2 separate regions of the Oryzias latipes genome follow, and region 1 is linked to region 2. Evidence: chromatin contacts called from public Hi-C data. All regions are on one chromosome and are shown on one strand. Each heading gives the region's core, a stretch centred on a gene start, on an enhancer-like site or on the middle of the called end of the contact. The rest is flanking DNA. Distances are from core to core; before and after follow the strand shown. Region 1 holds the start of terb2 (telomere repeats-binding bouquet formation protein 2). Region 2 overlaps LOC101166369 (tight junction protein ZO-1).

What was found. Hi-C and Micro-C count contacts between places; a contact is called where the count stands out from the background.
Region 1: a Hi-C map of embryo shows a contact between it and region 2, with 1.9 times the contacts expected there. The contact joins the promoter of terb2 here to the enhancer-like site in region 2. A contact is called at or near these places in 2 of 5 Hi-C or Micro-C datasets (embryo and gastrula embryo).

What each region holds. Positions count from the first base shown.
Region 1 is chr3:18,674,173-18,680,219 of ASM223467v1, reverse strand. It overlaps terb2 (telomere repeats-binding bouquet formation protein 2), which reads right to left and starts at 1,261. Exons shown (of 8, transcript XM_020713639.2): 1 at 1-1,261.
Region 2 is chr3:18,630,399-18,636,386 of ASM223467v1, reverse strand. It overlaps LOC101166369 (tight junction protein ZO-1), which reads left to right. Exons shown (of 30, transcript XM_011489604.3): 2 at 2,157-2,370. Among protein-coding and RNA genes, the nearest start is that of LOC101166369, 23 kb to the left of the region's middle. Within about 2 kb of position 3,061, at least 1 of the 8 cell types and tissues checked has an H3K27ac peak or open chromatin away from gene starts, as enhancers often do. A contact at or near this core is called in embryo, where this site is marked.

The sequences.
Region 1 (6,047 bases), core at 12-2,511, 46 kb before region 2:
CATGCGTAAAGACTGTCTGAGCAGGTGTTAGTCCTTAAAATGCGCCCTGCCTCCGAGTGCATCCCGCTTACGTAATCGCTCTGCTAGAAGAGAAATAGCGCCCCTCCCCTCTTGTTTTTCAGCGTGACTATGAGGCTTTAACATAAGGTCACGCTTGGCTGTGTCTTTATTTGATTTTTGCTATTACAATCTTTCATATTTTACACTAAAATTGTGTGGGTTTTTTATTTATTTTTTTTAATGTTTTTCGTGTTTTGTTTTTGTACTGTTTTGTTTTCAAGCTTATTTGGTACAGTCTCACTTGTCGGTTTCATTTGCTAATTATCCACAGCTGTTCGTTTCAGTTAATCATCCTCAGTTAATTGAGTGTTTTGTTTTCAACTCATTTTGGTCAAATCCTCTGCCATGCTTTGTCTTTTTAAAGCATTTATTTTCTCGCACCAACGTTGTCTCCTGCATTTTGGGTCCTACGGTTTAATTGATTTCTGACACACTTCTATTACACCTGTCACCAGATGTCAGTAAAATCACTGTGTTTTAGCCTGTTTGAAAACACATTACACAACCACAGAGCTATGCTTCTGTTCTAGTTTAAAGTATGGTTACTCCTAAATTGCTTTACTGAATGTTCAATAGGACTAGGTGACCATTTATTAATTTTGATTATACTAATATAATGGTTTCGGTCTTAGTCTGGTAAAAATTAATTAAACGTTCGAATCCATCCACGTTTTAAATCCTTCCGACAGTTTGTCTGTTTTGAATCACAGCCCATGCCGACTTTAAACAAAAGGTAAATTTAACTCCAACAAAGCAGTGGTAAGAAAAAACAGTTTCTAAATATAAATCCTGGTATATATGAAAACTTGTTAAAAGAAAAAAAAAAGACCCAACAAAGAACCCTGAGAGAGGTAATCTAGAGTACCGGTATTCAGGAAGGATCTGGGGTTTGTGACTGTTTCAGATGACAGACATGGAAAATACTGTGGTTTTGCACATTTTACTTCGTTTTGATAGACAACAGTCTTTCATGATTCCCAGAGAGACATGGAGCTTGTTTTTAGCGCAGATGAAACTAAACATAGATTTGTCAATTCACAGTTCAGTTGCACCTATTTGATATTGGAACAGTAGAATCCAGCATATTCCTATGTGGCATCTTTAGAAGCTCAACAAATACCTTATAGCACCATTCCGACAGAGTAGAAAGGAGTCCCTGAAAAAATAAAAAACTCTGACAGGTGTCTGTGGTCTCATAGCAAGCGACAACTCTGCATCTGAGCACAAAGTTTAAGAGGAGAAGAAAGCAGAGTTACACTTACCATAAATAGTCTAAAATTTCTATGACATTTCAGAATCAGGTTTATTTTCAAATGCACAGCATACACTGACACACAAAATTTCTTTCCAGTACAACTCGAACAAGGTCAGACATACAACAGAAATACATACATACAGTTCAAAGTTGAGTAAGGCGCAGCCATGTTAGACGCACCTTACTCAGCATGGGTGTAGATGGATTACAACAGTGGGGGGCATCAGTGACAAAAAAAAGTCACAATGTTTATCTACAATGTGTAGATACAAGAAAAAAACTGCACCATTTAAAACTGTAAACCCTCAAATGAACAAGATCCAGCATCTAGACACAACAACAGACTGCATTGGATCAAAAGGGTTCATTTGTTAAAAGTCCTGAACCAAGGATTTCGATTTGCAGCAAACATGAACAGTGACATCCCTTTAGAATAAAATCCGTATTAAGTGTTGGTAAATGGTTGAACTCAGTTCACAGAACAGGATTTCTTAGCTTAATTTCAATAATGAATGTTCAAAGCTGGAATAAGAGACTGAGTGAGGTTCTTTTTTTTTTGTTCATTAAAATTGGATTTTTCACACTTAAGCTACTCCTAGACCCCTGTCAGAAATCTGAGAAAGGTTCAAGAAAGGGTAGCCATAAATAGATAAGTTCAGAGAAAGCTAATGTAAAAAACTGTACTGCTGCATAGTTTTAAGTATGAAAGAAGCATTGTGACACAGCAAAAACTATTGGAGACTGATTTATCTGGCAATCATTGCAAGAAACAGAGAACCAAAACAGCTGCATGGGAACATGAAGAAAAACACATAAGCCAAGTTTTATAATGTACTAAACAACTATACACTGTGAGCAAGTATTTATTAATTATTTTTTTTACATCTATCTAAATTGCATCAAACTGTTAGCTGAAAACAACAAAACATCACTATTTATACAGTTTATATCAAATGACACACACACCTCTCCCACATGACAGTAACAAAACAATAAAATGGATGTGAAGCGTTTAAAGTAGAAACGTAAGGGAAGGACTACAAGCCCGCTAATAAACACACAGGTGAAAGGAATTTAAGGACAATGAAATGAAAATAAAATCCAACTCTGGACATTTAAAGAAGTCCCTGCCCAAAACTGTCTCGTCTCCTAGCGACCGGACATTTGCCTGGGCCAAATGAAGAACAAACCCCACAATTTTCTTTGGAATTCCTCAGAATAACTCGTAAAGATGAGAGAAATCCACCACAGACCACAATCTCAAAGCTTGAAATCAGACTACAGTCCAAAAAATCCAAAATAGTACACTTCTGTAATGAATTTTGAAACAATTCATAAAGTTCAAATAAAAAAATTCTATTCTATTCTGTTTAAACAGAGAACTAGACAAACTAGGACAGACTGAATGGACTAATCCACCTCAACCATGTGTAGACAAGACAAAACAAACCACAAAAAAGACTGATATTATTTAAACAAAGTGGTTTCAAAGCTCATCAGGTTCAGGGAAAAATGACCTAATTGCAGTTACATGGTTTTTCATTTTATTGAAGCTGTAACTGTCAGATTAAGAAAGAGACTTTGTTCATATCTGTGCCCGCCCAGAGGCCTGTTTTATAATCCAACAATTGTCCTGCTGCAAAAAATGTGGAAAAAATCCCTTTGTAATAATTGTCATTCTTCATTTTTGGGGTATTAGCTCTTTTACATTGTGGAGCCGGTTTAGCTCGTGCTGGTTTGTGGCGCCTGCCGTCCGTGAAACCAGGGTTCGACTCCGGGCTGCTCCCTGTTCCCTTCTCTACCTCTGCCGGTTCCAAGCCCGGTTTGAGAAGGTTGCGTCAGGAAGGGCATCCGGCGTAAAACATTGCCAAATCTACCATGCGACTCGTTCGCTGTGGCGACCCCTGATGGGAGAAGCCGAGAGTGGAAGAGCTCTTTTACATTGTGTTTAACAAACCTAATATCAGTATTCTACCTTTCTTTTTTATTATTATTTCTATTTTATTTTACAATTTTCTAAAGTTTATAAAAGGATAAAATGCATCTGACATAGTTTCAGTGCATTAAACATTGTTTCTTTCACTATAGTTCATGAAACTTGAAAGCTTCACTGTGCTCTCTTTCCCAGCTCTAACTACGAGTCACAGATTTCCTTTGTTAATCTAGAAAAGTAACTCAATCAAATGTATACAGTCGTCAACAAATGTGTGGCTGCTTTAGGTAAAACCACAGCTGAATTCTTCTATTATTTGTGATTTGCCATTTCTGTTTGACTGAAAAGTGCTCATTGGGATGTATATCTAAAGATTGTTGAGTATTGTAATTTATTACATTGTCATATGCCCCAATGTCTTTCACCGTTTATTTTGGCAGTGATGCAGTACTTAATATCACCACCAGATGGCGAGAATGCCGCATAATTACAAAGACACCGTTTGACCATAAGAATGAGTAAACATTAAAATGAAAAACTATGTATTCTTTTAAAATTTTGGTTCAAGTGGGTCTCTTTAAGTATCCACACAGATATTGGATTTTTGGGTGTAAGTAAGTGTGTAAATATTTGTAAGTATATATATATATATATATATATGTTTTAGTAGAGAGCTCCCTGAGCAGCCATCACTGTGTCCCTGGTTAATTGGACGGGCTGTGATTGGTCAGCTCACTGCCATGATTAAAAAGAGGTTGTAACTTTGTTTGAAACTGTACATAAATGTCTCTGGAATATTTTATATATTGTGTTGCTTGCACATCTACTCACTCCCAACTGACTGGTGGACAATATCCAAAGGAGCTATGATTGCCTTGACAACAGCAAAGCCACACCCAGTTTATTTAACCCACCTTCCCCTGTGGTTGGTTAAGAGCAGCCAAAAAACATGAAAATTATCAAAATCATTAGTCCTAAACGAAAAACCTATTCATGGTGTTTGTATGTGGATTAATTTCAGGACTCAACGGAAGGAATAAAAGGCCTTTTGAAGCCTTTATTAAACCTAATGCAAAAGTGTTTTTAAAAGTTGATATTTTGTTTTATCAAAAATTTATTTATTCATGTATCTTTATTTATTTAACAAAACCAGAAAATTTAAAATGCAACTTCAACTCTTTCCCAATTGTAATAAATAAACCATAATAAAGAAATAACAATGATTTTAAAAAAAATGTCAATTATGATATTTAACATTGCGTTTTAAAGCTTAAAGTTTAAAATTGACCTTCTTTAAAACATACACAGAATAAAAATAAAAATAATCTCAGGAAAAAAAAACACGTTGTAGACTGATAAAAATGTATTTGCAAACAAAATTAATCAGAAATAAGCCTGTATTGGGTGTGGAACTACCTTCAGATGCTATGTTTCCTTTGCATCTGGAAACGTTCTGCTAGAGTTTGTGGATTGTCCATCAAACCACTGTTTTGTGGTGGGTTTGCATGTAAAATAATGTCCAGAGATGATAAAGTTCATTATCTTTACTAACTGCTGCAAGCTTTGAAACACCAGCAGTTGTTTGTTCAGCAGAGCATTGCAATGCTTTATCTCTGAGATGGGCCACTAAAGGTTACAGAAAATAAATCTCTGCTGCAGTGATGTTGACAGGTTTGTTTACGGTCCACAACAGAGTGTCATTTTTTAACTCAGATCTATTTTAGCCCAGTGTTAAACGCATTCCTTATTATGCTCCTCTTTTTCCCTTGTCCTATTAAATCTCGCCAGCTGAGCCGACAACATCAAAGGGAGCATGCTTCAATTTGCAGGTGTTGAAGGATTAAGGCCACCGCAGGACGGGGTTTTTATCCTCAGCTTCATTTTTGATGCCGTCTCTTCCTGACACACTTTCCTCTTCAACCTGTAACGTGTATTATGAGCCTGGAGTGTAACTGGACAACTGTGGACACTCATCATTAAAATAATAATGAATGCAATTAGTTCAGTTCAAGGCCCCTCTCTATTCTGCATTGAAATGTAATAACAGAAGCTCCTGTCACCATAATTTTGTTTGATTGGTCATATTTAAGTTTTACTTGACCAGAAATAACTTGTAAGATGTCCTGACTGTTTTATAGAGGTACGGCTTCACATTCTGCCTAAACAGAGTAGGATGTTGCACAGCAGTGTCTACTCCACACAAATACTGAGCTTCAAATGTTCCTGGCCTCTTGGACCTGCAGTAGAAGTCTGACGCAGACTAAGACCAAAGCACTCCCTCAGAACATCTTCAAAGGATTGCAAATGAACACGGAGAGCTTTCATCTTTTCAAAGTTAAAGCCAGACTTAAAACTTTTTGTGTCTGAAATAACAGATGAAGAGTTGCTGTGGATATCAAAAATTGACATGGAGATCAAGCTTCATTTTATTTTTAAATCATACAGTGATGCATGATATGTTGAATGTCACAAGCAAACATTTGCCCCATCTCTGTAAACTCTGACTGAGCCGAGGGGACAAGAACACTTCAAACACTCCAGAGTTACCGTCGTACTGCTGGCTCCAGGCTCTGAACTGGCCTTTACCCCATGTTATGTCACTGGGGTCTGCTGGTGTGCTCCGAATGGACAGGAGGGCGCATTGTTCTCCAGACCGTTAAGAAACCACACAGACAACAGCTGAGCAGCACCTGACCGTATGGTGTGGGGCTCCTCGGGTTCACTTGAAGAGCTCTTACAGCTGCATGAGAGCGATGGTGCGGAAGACAATTAAAGCCAGTGCAAAATATGAAACTGCTG
Region 2 (5,988 bases), core at 1,812-4,311:
ATGATCAAAGTTAGATGGATGGACAGATATAAATAAATGGATGCATGGATTGATACTTTTTTTTTTGGATATGTTTTTTGTTTTTGTTTTTAATAAAAAGGCCTGTCATTTAAATCAGATTAACCTAAAAACATCTCGTGCTAAAAAATGACAAGCTGTCAGACTGTCAGCTGTAGTTTTTTTCTGTTTGCTTTAGACTGTGACATATTGTCAAGTCAAACTCAGTATAATTCTCCTGTTCAGCTCTTTGATTGACGACTTGTGTCTGTATGATACAACTGGTGACAGCAGGTCCGTCTTCTCTCACAGGACCATAAAGTATTAACAAACTCTGGGAGCTGAGCCTATCCTTTGTCTGTTATAAGTAAATGAACCACCAGTTGTTAAAAGATGCTCATGTGCTTGAATTGACTATTTAATTGTTTTCTGCTCAGAATATTAGGTATATGGTAGAAAATAAAACATCAAATGGGCTTGTTTACTTCTTGTGGAAACCCACAAATATTGATTTTTGAATGATATAAACGTCAGATAGTAACATAAATGGTTGTTCCCTTTCCAGTTTTCCATGTTTTTATCATGACAATTATTTTCACCCATCCATTTTTTCCTAATTTAGTTATTTCCATCTTATTTTAACCTTTTTCCTGTTACAATTCATATCACCTGTGATTTAAACATTAAATGCCCCCCAATAACTAAATACATGCATAAATCAGTTAAGCACCTTGTGATTTGTGTTTAAATGTTTGCCTTAAGTGACTGTATAAATCAAACACATGGAAGAAGAAGCCTCAATGTGTCTTTAATGGAAGATAAATAGACTCTCCATGCTCAGTCTCCATCTGCAGGCTACCCGCTGACATTCAGCCCAATTATTCACACTTGCTTGGGTTCAGCTTTTGCCAACAGGACGCAATGTCCTTTAAAGTAAAGACAGAAACTTCATATTCTTTAGACTTCCAGTAGTTTTCCTGTTTTTATTTCGATGTGGAACTGCCTGAGTGAATTTTTTGTAGCAACTTCTGGAGACCACAAGACAATACGATTTTGGAAAAAGCTTGAAAGTTGTTCTCTTACTTGCAGTAATTGGGTCTGAAGCTATGAGGTTAAAAATAGTAAATATTCTTTTTTTTTTTGCAAAAAAAATTTAGAATAACACTTTTTGTCAACTGATTACTGCCAGTTTTCTTTGCAGTGGTGATGGGAAAAAAGGAGAAAAGGGGAGACATCATGGTGTTACGCCCCCTTTGTGTCTAGGGGTGCTAGGGGGGGCATAACATAAAAAAGTAAAGGTTTGACTAATAAATTAACTGTAACAAATACACCAAACGAATGTCTCCATAAAAATATAAGAACTTTATTTACAAATTAACAAACACCAACCAACAAGAACTAATAGTGAAGCTAAAAGGCTTCAGGGTGAACCCAGGCCAAAATAACAAACGAAACCCCAACTAACTGAAACATGTCATCTTACCTGTAAATGAAAGGAAAGGGAAATAAATGACAAAACTCTAACCTCCCTAACCTAACAAAAACAGGAGAAAACGTGTACTAAACAAAATGGCGGTTCACCCCTACAGCTTCACTTAAACAAATAACTATAAACCAAAAGACTAATCAGAGTGGGCACAGACAATACAAACTACGAAGAACTAAGAATACAAAATACAAAAGTGCACAACTAAACAAGAGGTGAAATCAAAAACAAAATGGAGAAGAGGGCCAAGCTGCAGTGGAGACTGTTGCAGCAAGGCTCCCCTCTCCCGGTGTGGAGGTCCATGTGGTGGTTTTGAAAGGCTGCCTCCACCAGCTTGTCCAATTGGAGGCCACACCTACATGAACCACACCTGCAAATAATTAGACACAAACAGACACACAAAGATCCCCAAAAAACACAAGTCCCACTCTGATACAGAAATAATACAAAAAACACAGAACAAAACCAAATACGGCCACAGCCGTAACAATGGTTTTCCAAGTAGCCTTCAAAAAAAACTGCAAAAATGTTATACTTGAGACCACACAGTGAATAAGAAAGGGGTGCCTATGGTGAAAATTCATAAATGAACATGCCTTGCAGGAGAAATACACCATTTCTATATTTTATCTGCAGTTGGGTTATGACAAAATAGTTTCATTCTATCATGCAGGGTGACTCCTCAAGATGGAGAAATGTCCCCGTCGGGTGCTGCCGGATGTTCTGACGGGCCTGTGGGTGCTACAGGTGGCGCTGGTGCTCTGACATTGCCCGCCACATCAACCCTCTCACTTCCAGTGAGCCAGGCCAAACCATCTCTGCGCCGCATCAAAGGCCGCATTCACCGCAGCAAGAGCCTGGACAGCATCGACCTGCTCGACTCCAATGTAAGGCACATTCAGATTTCTGGTGCAACTTTATGTGTTCAGGTACAGAAATAATAATCTGAGATGACATTTACTGAAAATGCATTTTATCCTGCTTAAATTCACACCAAAAGTCTATTTTTTAGCACATTCTTACCACGAAAAACAGTTTTATTAAAGTTGAAATCTGCACAAGCAGAGCGCTAATGCAGCCTCAAACATGGGATAACCTTTAGTTGCATAATATTTCTTTGGTTTTTAGATAGACACATTCCATATGCATCTCTCTATGAGTGGTTTATTCTCATGAAAAGTATTAATCTGATAAATGATTGGATAAGCTGCTTGGATCTGAAAAACCCTTCCTAACTCTGGGATTGTCCATTGAGCTGAGAACTGGCCCTCTGGGTAACTCATGCGTACTTGTGCACTTGTGTCTGTGTACCTTGCTGTGCACACAGGTTCGTGCATGTTCACGATTAATGTGGGCCGGGTGGTATTTGGGAACGCGACCAACAGTTTATGATGTAAAAACATGCCAATCTGCTGTTAATGCGTGCTTGCTACGCCCCTTTTTATGTCACCACAGTGGACTCAGCTAAATCGTCCTGTCTCTGCACAGGCCTGTTAAACACCCACCCCCACCCACTACCTTCTTTCTTTCTTGACCCTCTGTAGATGTCTCCTTTAATAAATGTTCATTGTGTGATGTCTCCTCATCCACCCCCGTCCTTTCTCCCCAGGTTGACAGTCCACCATGTCAGTGTGTGTTTGCGTGGGTCTGTGGGAGTTCAAGCTTGCGCATGCTCGTTTTGGATGTTTGTTATGTTAAATGGCCTTATACGAGGGTTGCCTGGTGCGTCTGTGTTAGGAGTCATTATTTATTCCTCCCTTCGCTCAGCGGCTGGCCTCTGGCCTGAGCATGAGCAAGTCTCATTAAGGTTAAGAAAAGCAAAATTTCCACCTCACACAAATTAATCCATTAGTGATTGTTAAAGAGGGCTGAAGGTGGTGGGGGTGACAGTCCACGACATGCTATGAGACGACACCGCTGAGTGGCTGCAACGACCAAACGCTGAATTCATCACTTTTGATTGACCCCCATTGCTTTTTTTTTGGCAGTTTCTAAATTTAAGGTACAGTCTAAATTATCTCAGGATTTTTAAAGATCCACTCCGAAGAAAATTGTGTTTTAGTGTTTTCAACATGTTTTTGTAGCAATTTTCTTAGGATGAAGAACATACATAAAGAAAATTAAGATTAAAACTGAATTTATGAGTCTTTCTTTATTCAAATCATTGTGGATCAGTAGCAGATACAAAATTGCTGTTGTAAAAAGCTTGTAGGTATGATGTAGAACCTACAATGAATATCAAGCCACAAGCTCCCTTCTCCGCTCCATTCCGATGCACCCGCTTGTAGATGACTAGATCCATGTCCTGTTTTTCTCGTCTGAGCTGACATCTGGCTCAAAACTGTACGGCTGCTTCGCTCGCCATTTCTATTGCACTAGTAATGTTAGGTTGGTGTTGTAAGGGGCTGTAAACTAGCAGAAGAGTGTGTAAACAGATGGATTATGGGAAGTGTGGGTGGGCTTACTGCACGCCAATAACTGATGTTCTAATGAACTACCACCGTTCTGCAGAAACATTGTCCTAGAAAACGGCACAGTTTTTATATTTGGGCTAAAAACAGCATAATCATAATGAAAACACCACCGGGAACGCTTTTAAAGTAGATCAAAACATGATCGGAGTGGGACTTAAAACCCCCTGGGGCGCTCCACTACACGCTACCTAAATCATTACTGCTTTTCACTAGGTCAATACAGTTGCTTCTTACTTTCCTGTTTTTTTTTTTGTTTTTTTTTATTGTAGCACTTTTGGCAAAATTTGTGTTGTAATTTAGGAGGACTTATCCAACTATGGAACTTCAAATGCTAAGTACCTACAGTTTATATATACATTGGTCTAGCTTCATTGTTCTGACTGATTATTTCCTATTTCCTAATTCATAAAAAGTATTTTAAGACAAACACTTGACATTTAAAAGCTATGTGACACAATTATCTGGAATTAGTCCAAACAAGTTTTGTCACTGGTCACATAACTGAATTTTGAGTGGCAAAGAAGCTACTTTTCAAACTAAAACTGGGGGCATTTATGATACAAAGGATCAATGATGAACCTTTTATTGGGGAAATAAAAAAAAAAAACTGTAAAAAAAAATGTTGACATGCTTCTGAAATAGTCAGTCACAGAAACTGAAACTGGATGGTTTTGCTGTCCATGTTGCAACAACTGTCAAGCTAGTTTATCCAGCCCATTTGTCTATCTGACAGTAAACTCTCAGGAGTTAGGATTCCACATGCTTACCCTTCTCTTATAAAATCTTTGATCTGAGCCTTCTTTGACTTGTAGTGCATCACATATATTTTAAAAGGAAACCCCAGGACTCCCATCCCTGCTGATGTAAAATGCTGTTATGTGTGTAGGCTTTCTGTAATGGTGGGCTTGCAATTTTGCCTGGACATATTGTGTTACATCTCACTTAAACTTTTACCAGAGAGGAATATGACAGAAACATTTAAAGAAAACTACACATCAGTAGTTGGTATGTTCTGTTTAGTGACTGCTCACACATAAAATGATCCCTGCGTCCCTCACAGCCAGTCATTGAACATATTAACTCAGTTTTGCTTGTTTGTGGAAAAAATAAAAGAAAATTTGAACAGCTCTTCTAGAACATGCATGCTTTAAAACTGCACTTTAATTCAAATAAAGTCAAATCAATTTGATTGGGTTTCCTGCTCACAAATTACTTAAGTAAAGCCTTATAACTTTGGAGCATCCATTATAGTTCCTGCTGTCAGCTGTGGAGAAATCATACATTTATATCCAATAAATAAGACCAATATTCTTGTGATTTTACAGAAATAAACCTTGCTGTAAGTACAAAAACAGTTTGAATATATAACTTTTGTTAAAATTGGTATTAACCCCTCTTAACGATCAAAGTATTTTAAAGTTGTATTATTTTATCTAAGACATTTTTTGAATACATTTAGGTGGTGGGAGACGCTTTGAGGAATAGAATCCATGCAATATTCAGATAAAGTCTAATTTTTCACATGGCATTGATGTAAAGACTAAGTTTCACATCCTGGAGTCCTTTGAAGATTAAGTTTCAAACTAAAAAAAAAAATCCTCGTCCATTCCATCAACACTTCTGTGCATCACATAAGGCATGTTGCTCAAGCGACTTTGCCCTCTGTTTTCCTGTCCTGCTGTGGACCATCACAGCACATCTACAAGTGAAAGTTTGAAACATTAATGAAGGATGGGAGGAACAATCCACCTCTTAAAGCTGTGTTGATGCTTCTATTTTGGTGGGTGAGAAAAAATAGCACTGTCTGGGCTAAAGATAAAAAGAGCAAAAGTCTATGGATCCTCTGGGATTTCTGCTATTATTTATTCAACAAAAGCCAACAGAGAACTCACTACTCTGTTCTGGGCCACAAAAACACACTATTGGTGAAAGTCAGTGGAATGACATAGACACATACAGAAGTTGTGCACAGTAAATCTGTGGGCCTAAGAATTGCATCTGCAGAGTTAAGAAGACTTCTTAGACTGCTTT